2 separate regions of the Zea mays genome follow, and region 2 is linked to region 1. Evidence: chromatin contacts called from public Hi-C data. All regions are on one chromosome and are shown on one strand. Each heading gives the region's core, a stretch centred on a gene start, on an enhancer-like site or on the middle of the called end of the contact. The rest is flanking DNA. Distances are from core to core; before and after follow the strand shown.

What was found. Hi-C and Micro-C count contacts between places; a contact is called where the count stands out from the background.
Region 2: a contact with region 1 is called in a Hi-C map of bundle sheath, with 2.6 times the contacts expected there. The contact joins the promoter of LOC103629977 here to the promoter of LOC100286022 in region 1. A contact is called at or near these places in 5 of 25 Hi-C or Micro-C datasets (bundle sheath, endosperm, leaf and 1 more).

Annotation. Positions count from the first base shown.
Region 1 is chr6:127,694,051-127,697,095 of Zm-B73-REFERENCE-NAM-5.0, forward strand. LOC100286022 (AMP-binding protein) reads right to left here and starts at 1,636. Exons shown (of 2, transcript NM_001158910.2): 1 at 1,209-1,636; 2 at 1-1,126. The coding sequence starts at 1,406.
Region 2 is chr6:127,914,045-127,917,089 of Zm-B73-REFERENCE-NAM-5.0, forward strand. It overlaps LOC103629977 (autophagy-related protein 2), which reads left to right and starts at 1,416. Exons shown (of 13, transcript XM_008651078.4): 1 at 1,416-1,857; 2 at 2,716-3,045. The coding sequence starts at 1,672.

The DNA.
Region 1 (3,045 bases), core at 386-2,885:
CGTCCTTGGACCGGTCGCGGATCTCCATGTACCCGTCAGGATGCATCACGCCGACGTCCCCCGTGTAGAACCACCCGTTGTCGCGTATCGCCGCCTTGGTGGCCTTGTCGTCGTCCAGGTAGCCGAGCATGACGCAGCCGCCGCGGAGCACGATCTCGCCCATCGTGGACCCGTCGCGGGGGACGCTGCGCCCGGTCTCGCCGTCGACGATGTCCACCTCGGCCATGCCAGGCGTGCGCACGCCTTGCCTCGCCTTGAGCCGCGCGCGCTCCGACGCGGGGAGCTTGTTCCACTCCCCCTTCCACGCGCAGCAGACCACCAGCCCCGCCGTCTCGGTCAGCCCGTACCCGTGGATGACCTCGAACCCGATGGACTCCGTGCGGTGCAGCACGGCAGCCGGCGGTGGCGCGCCGGCAGTTAGGATGCGCACCTTCCCCGGGAGCGGCCGCCGCACGCCCTCCGGGGCGTTGGCCAGCATGTTGAGCACGACGGGCGCGCCGCAGAGGTGGCTGACGCCGCGGCCCGCGATGGTGGCGTACACCTCGGCGGCGTCGACGCGGCGCAGGCAGACGTTGGTGCCGCCCACCACGGCCATCCCCCATGGGAAGCTCCAGCCGTTGGCGTGGAACATGGGCAGCGTCCACAGGTACGTCGGCTGCGGCGGGACCGCCCATTCAATGAGCGAGTCGAGCGTGATCAAGAAGATCCCGCGGTGGCAGTGCACCACCCCCTTGGGCTCCGACGTCGTGCCGGAGGTGTAGTTGAGTACCATCGGGTCCCACTCGCTGGCCGGCCGAACCCACGCGAACTCCGGGTCGCCCTTCTCGAGAAGCCCCTCGTACGTCAGTGACCCGGGCGGGGCGGCAGGGAGCCCCTTCTCGTGGGGATCCTCGACGGGGATGACGCGCGGTGCCGGGTGCCCCTGCGGGAGCTGCTTCAGCGCGTCTCTGATAAGCGTTAGAGACGCCGGGTCCACGAAGACGAGCTTGGAGCCGGAGTGGCGGAGCAGGACGGCGACCGTGCGCGCGTCCAGGCGCATGTTGATGTTGTTGAGCACGGCGCCGCTCATGGGCACTCCGAACTGCATCTCGTACATGGCCGGCACGTTGGGCAACAGCACGGACACCTACGCCAAGAGGAATGGTTTAACCAAATCAGACTTGTTCATTTCCAGGCGCCAATCCGCGGAGCTGCTGACCGAGGCTTACGATGTCGCCGCGGTTGATGCCGAGAGAGACGAGCGCGGAGGCGAGGCGGAGGCATCGCCGGTGTGTCTGGGACCAGGTGAAGACCGTGTCGTGGTACACGACGGAGTGGCAATCGCCGAAGACGGTGGCCGAGCGCTCCAGGAAGCCAAGCGGCGTCAGCGGGCACGAGTTCGCCGGATTCGCGCCGAGCCTGTCCATTGCCGGCGCGAAGAGGTCTGGCTTGTGCGAACGGAGACGGCCTCGCCGATCTACAACTAGCTCGCACTCTCGAAGAGTGGTCGAGGTGGCTGCGGCGGAAGTGAGACTTTATCTGAATGCAGGCGTTTGGTTGAGTCGGCCAAGATGGGGAAAGAGTACAAGAGCAATCTGGATTTCATTTCTACGGAACAGAGCTAAGTAGGATGCGATTGCAAAGGAAAAGCGATGCTGATTATTCAAGTCAGGTAGGCAGCTACTATTATAGGATAACAGCAGCTGACTGAGACTTCACCGGTTCACCTCGCTGCCCTGTGCTGAATCGATCTGAAGGCTAAGATAAAATGCTTGCACCCTTTACCGGCGGGCACATCCATGCTACCAACTCGCCTATGGACTATCGTTAATTCTTACCTATTATAATGCTATAATACACAATTTTTAATGTCATATCGGTTTTTCTTTTAGAAACTTTTATTTAAAGTGAAGCACGGTATTTTATTAAAAAGAATCAAAACATAAAATTAAGAAAATAAATAAAATAAAAATTATATTGCTTGAAAAACAATAAAAATACGTAACTCATAAAAGTAATTAAAATTGCATTATTTAAAAAAAATAAAATTATATAATTCATAAAAAACTAATTTCTATGGTGCAGATCTTATGTATGCTTCATTAAATGATTTTAGAGCTGATAAAACACCGGACTAGCATGATTGTGACCTCACCTTGAATGAAGGTTGCAAACTATGTCGATGCTTTAGGAGTGATAAGAGGATTATACTACCTCATACTTATCCATATCGTATGATTCTCTAAGCTCATCCTAAATAATTATATTGTGTAAAATAATACATGTACGTTTAATCACACTGTGTACTTGTTGGGAAAAAGAACGACCTAGACTAGCAAGAATATGTAAAAGTAAGCTTTGAGGACCACATATACTCTCTCTATGTTCTTTTATGCTCCCTTATAGCATACAACAAATATTCCCTGCTTTATAGTCTGTATGAGGGGAATGGTCTTTAAAATATCGAGCACCACGGGTCCATGTCATCGACGAGGTACTATCCTTGGTTATACTCATGTCCCTTTACCGTGAAGTTTATATTTGGTACTTCTTCCTCAAGCACGTCAATGAACAATGACGACTTTTTGAGCATGTTGACGTCGTTGTTCGACCTCGCCACCAAAAAAACAATGTCAAATCCACACAAGTATTACGAGGCAAGCGCTTCAAGCATGATGATCGGCTATCCAATGCCCCATCTTGTAAACTATCATCTCCATTCAATGGGACATTTTCTCCACTTTCAATATATGCAAACTATCCTTACTATCATACCAGGAAATCTACTCTCCTCACCCTTAGTTAATAGTCGTCTAAGATCGTCAATAGTGGGACGATGACTATACTCTTCACCAAAACATGAAATAACATCTCTATGAAAATATTTGAAGCACTATAAGATCGAGCTTTTCTCCATTTTGGTGTACTCATCAATGGTGTTAGCAACACTACCGTAGGCGAGCCTGTGTAGGGCAGCGATGCAGTCTTTGGTGAGGGTTTGTTATGGTTGAGTGGATCGGTTCTAAGAGTAAAGTAGGGAATGCTCACCCAACTTTTGCATGATTT
Region 2 (3,045 bases), core at 166-2,665, 220 kb after region 1:
AGATGTGATAGGGGATGTGATAGGATAGCTGTTGAAGACAGTCTAATCGTACCTTTTACATCCCTATATATCCCACTCAGCCACCCCCACCACACCACGTCCTTTGCGGGACGGGCTAACGAGAGGATGTGCACCAGGGATACAAATCCCGCTCGGGATTCGACGAGATTCGCCATCTTTTCCTGTTCTCGCTACTAGGCGAAATCGAAATCCGGTGAATATTTCAAAGAATCCGTTTCAAAATTTGAAATTAAAAAATTTCATAAAAATTAGGAAAAATATGTAAAAAAGACTAGAGGGTCCCCAGAGCTCAAAATATATTTGAAGTTCAAATATCCATCTTTTGACGTGAAAAAATAATTTCGTTTGGACCTGTTAACCTAAAACCCAAACCCATTAAGAAAATGGATACATGTGCTTGCCGAACCCTCCACAACTCCACTCTCTCTGCTCCACTCTCCCTCTCGTGACCAGGTAAGGACCAGGTAACGGAGACATGCAAACCATAAAAATAGGATCCAGTGGATTTGCAGTAGTTGTTTCAGTTTGTTCATTGTTGTTACATTACTTAGAAATTACATAATGTTCATTGTTGTTACATTACTAGTTCCATAAGACTTCATATGTACTTGTATGTTACTATTGTAACCTTCTATAGCTTTGTGTTGCATTGGGATTGCATTTTCTATTTGGATTAATATGTTTTATGTGATCTTGGACATTACATTATTTGTATGTATATATTATTAGGCACCGTGCAACATGATTTTAACAATTTATAAACATATCTTGCCAAATTTTTTAATTTTTTCTAAACCGGCGAAATCCGCCGAGAAAAAAACGAAATTCCCTGACTCAAAACTTGAAATCATAAACCGTTCGAAATCTATGAAATTGGAGGGAAGTTCGCTGATTTTCCGTTCTCAGGTGGCGAGAAACGAGTGAAAGAATGAGACCTGATACGCGCCGACACGAACTTGGGCGGGACGGGTAGAGACTAGGGGCACGTTTGCGACCTTGGCCCGCTGGTCTGGCTGTGCTCGCGGGATGTAACGTATGTGTTTGTGTGGCTTGACTTGTTTTGGAGCTCGGTTCTGTGCGTGCAAAAGTGACTCTTCAACCTGCCTCCTAGGAAACGAAGGCAGGCTCCGTTTTTTGGAGCTCGGATGCCGGTGGCGCAAACCAGCTCCTCGTGGCTGCTTCCAAGAAACAAAAGTGACTTTTAACCTGGCTATCTACATGTGGCAAATATCAGCTCACTTGAACTAGACTTATTTGTTACAATTGCAGAAACAAATATGTTGTATCAGTTAAGACCGGCTAACTTCGGCCTGGTTCACCCGACCCGACTGAGCCGGCCTCGTACGGGTCGCAAACACGCACTAGAGAGCTGCGCCGCGCCGTCACCCGTCATCATCCTAACCGGATTGGACCCCACTTGTCTGGCCCCATCCGACAGTGGCACAGATTTCCTTTGCGCGAGCATAAATAGGCGATTTCCCAGGGTGTGCGATACAAGTATGCGGCAACTCTGACAGTCTGCTCCAGTGCTCCTCCAGGGTCTAATACGAAAAAGCCGACTTGTTATCAATCGAACCAAGCAACTATCGCTTCCGTCGCCGGCGAGCCTCCTTCTCCGCAACCACCGACGCCGCCGCGAAAGGGGAAGCGATGGGGTTCTTGGACGGCTTCCGTCCCGACACGCTGCTAAAGCGCGTCTGCAAGTCGCTGCTCAAGAAGCGGCTGGGGGATCTGATCCTCGGCGACCTGGACCTCGATCAGTTCGACATCCAGCTTGGCCACGGCACGCTGCAGCTCAACGACCTCGCTCTCAACGCTGAGTTCATCAACCGTAAGGTGCGTTTTCTTCCCTCCCGCTTGTGTATTGTTCTCCCCTGTATATTGGAGCCGTCGCATGTGTATTGGAGCCGTCGCAGTCCGCTTTCAATAAGGCGCAGGGGAGGCTAGGTTTTGCGATAGTTTCATCGCCGATTGCCACACCCTGTTTTCTGGATGATCGAGTTTTGGCGTGGGGAAGCCCAGAACTTGGTACTGAAGATAGGAATAGTTGATTTGATTGCCGGGTGGGTTTAGTTGTTTGATTTTAAATTCTGATCATGATTGACCACTATTCGAAGTTTAGTTGGTATTGAGGCAGGGGTTTTGGCTTTTTTATGCTGGAGCTGAAGATTGGTGCCGAAAAGAAGTTGAGCTGTAGAATTTTTTTTGATTAATGTCTGTGTCAATTTTGACTAATCCCATTTTGTTGTTGCATGGTATGCTTCAGTATTTTTTTATTAGGTTAGTTTGTACCTAAAAGTTTACGGAATAGCAACATAATAAGATCTTGGGGGCAGGAGAAGAGGCTATGCACCTTTGTTGTAGTTCATTCATATGAAGCATCTTAAATTGAAATACATTACAATGTAAAGTTTGCACACACTGAAATGCCGAGTGTGGCTAGTGTTATATTCAATTTAGCAGAAAGCATCATGTGACCAGTTAGTCTATGATTTTACTTGCTGTTCTTTGTAGCTTCAATACCCTTTGCTCACTATTTTTTCTTCTAATTTGATTCACTGTTGTACTTAGCACACCACAATCATTTCTTATTTGAATGCCCCCACCAAAAAAAGTTGTGGAACCTGCGGAAGTGAAATTGTTTGCTTCCTGTCTTATAGTGAAATCATCAGTTAATTTTCTGCATTATTTCAGTTATCAGGATCCCCTATTACGCTGAAAGAAGGATCAATAAAATCCTTGCTAGTAAGATTCGCTGCTAGCTGCGAGATTGTTGTTGAAGAATTGGAGCTTGTGCTTTCTCCATCTGTTGCAAGTGAAGTTGATGATGTGCATACTGAATGCTCTGTCTCTGGTAGTACTAGTGACACACACACTTTAGTCAAGATCCAAAGAAATGAATCCGATAGTAATCAGTGTTCCACTTCTGTATCTCGAGATGTGGATGATGGTGTAAAGAGAATTGCCAATGCCGTCAAACGGTTTCTGACAAGCTTTAATATCAAGTTAAAGAATGCCTATGTC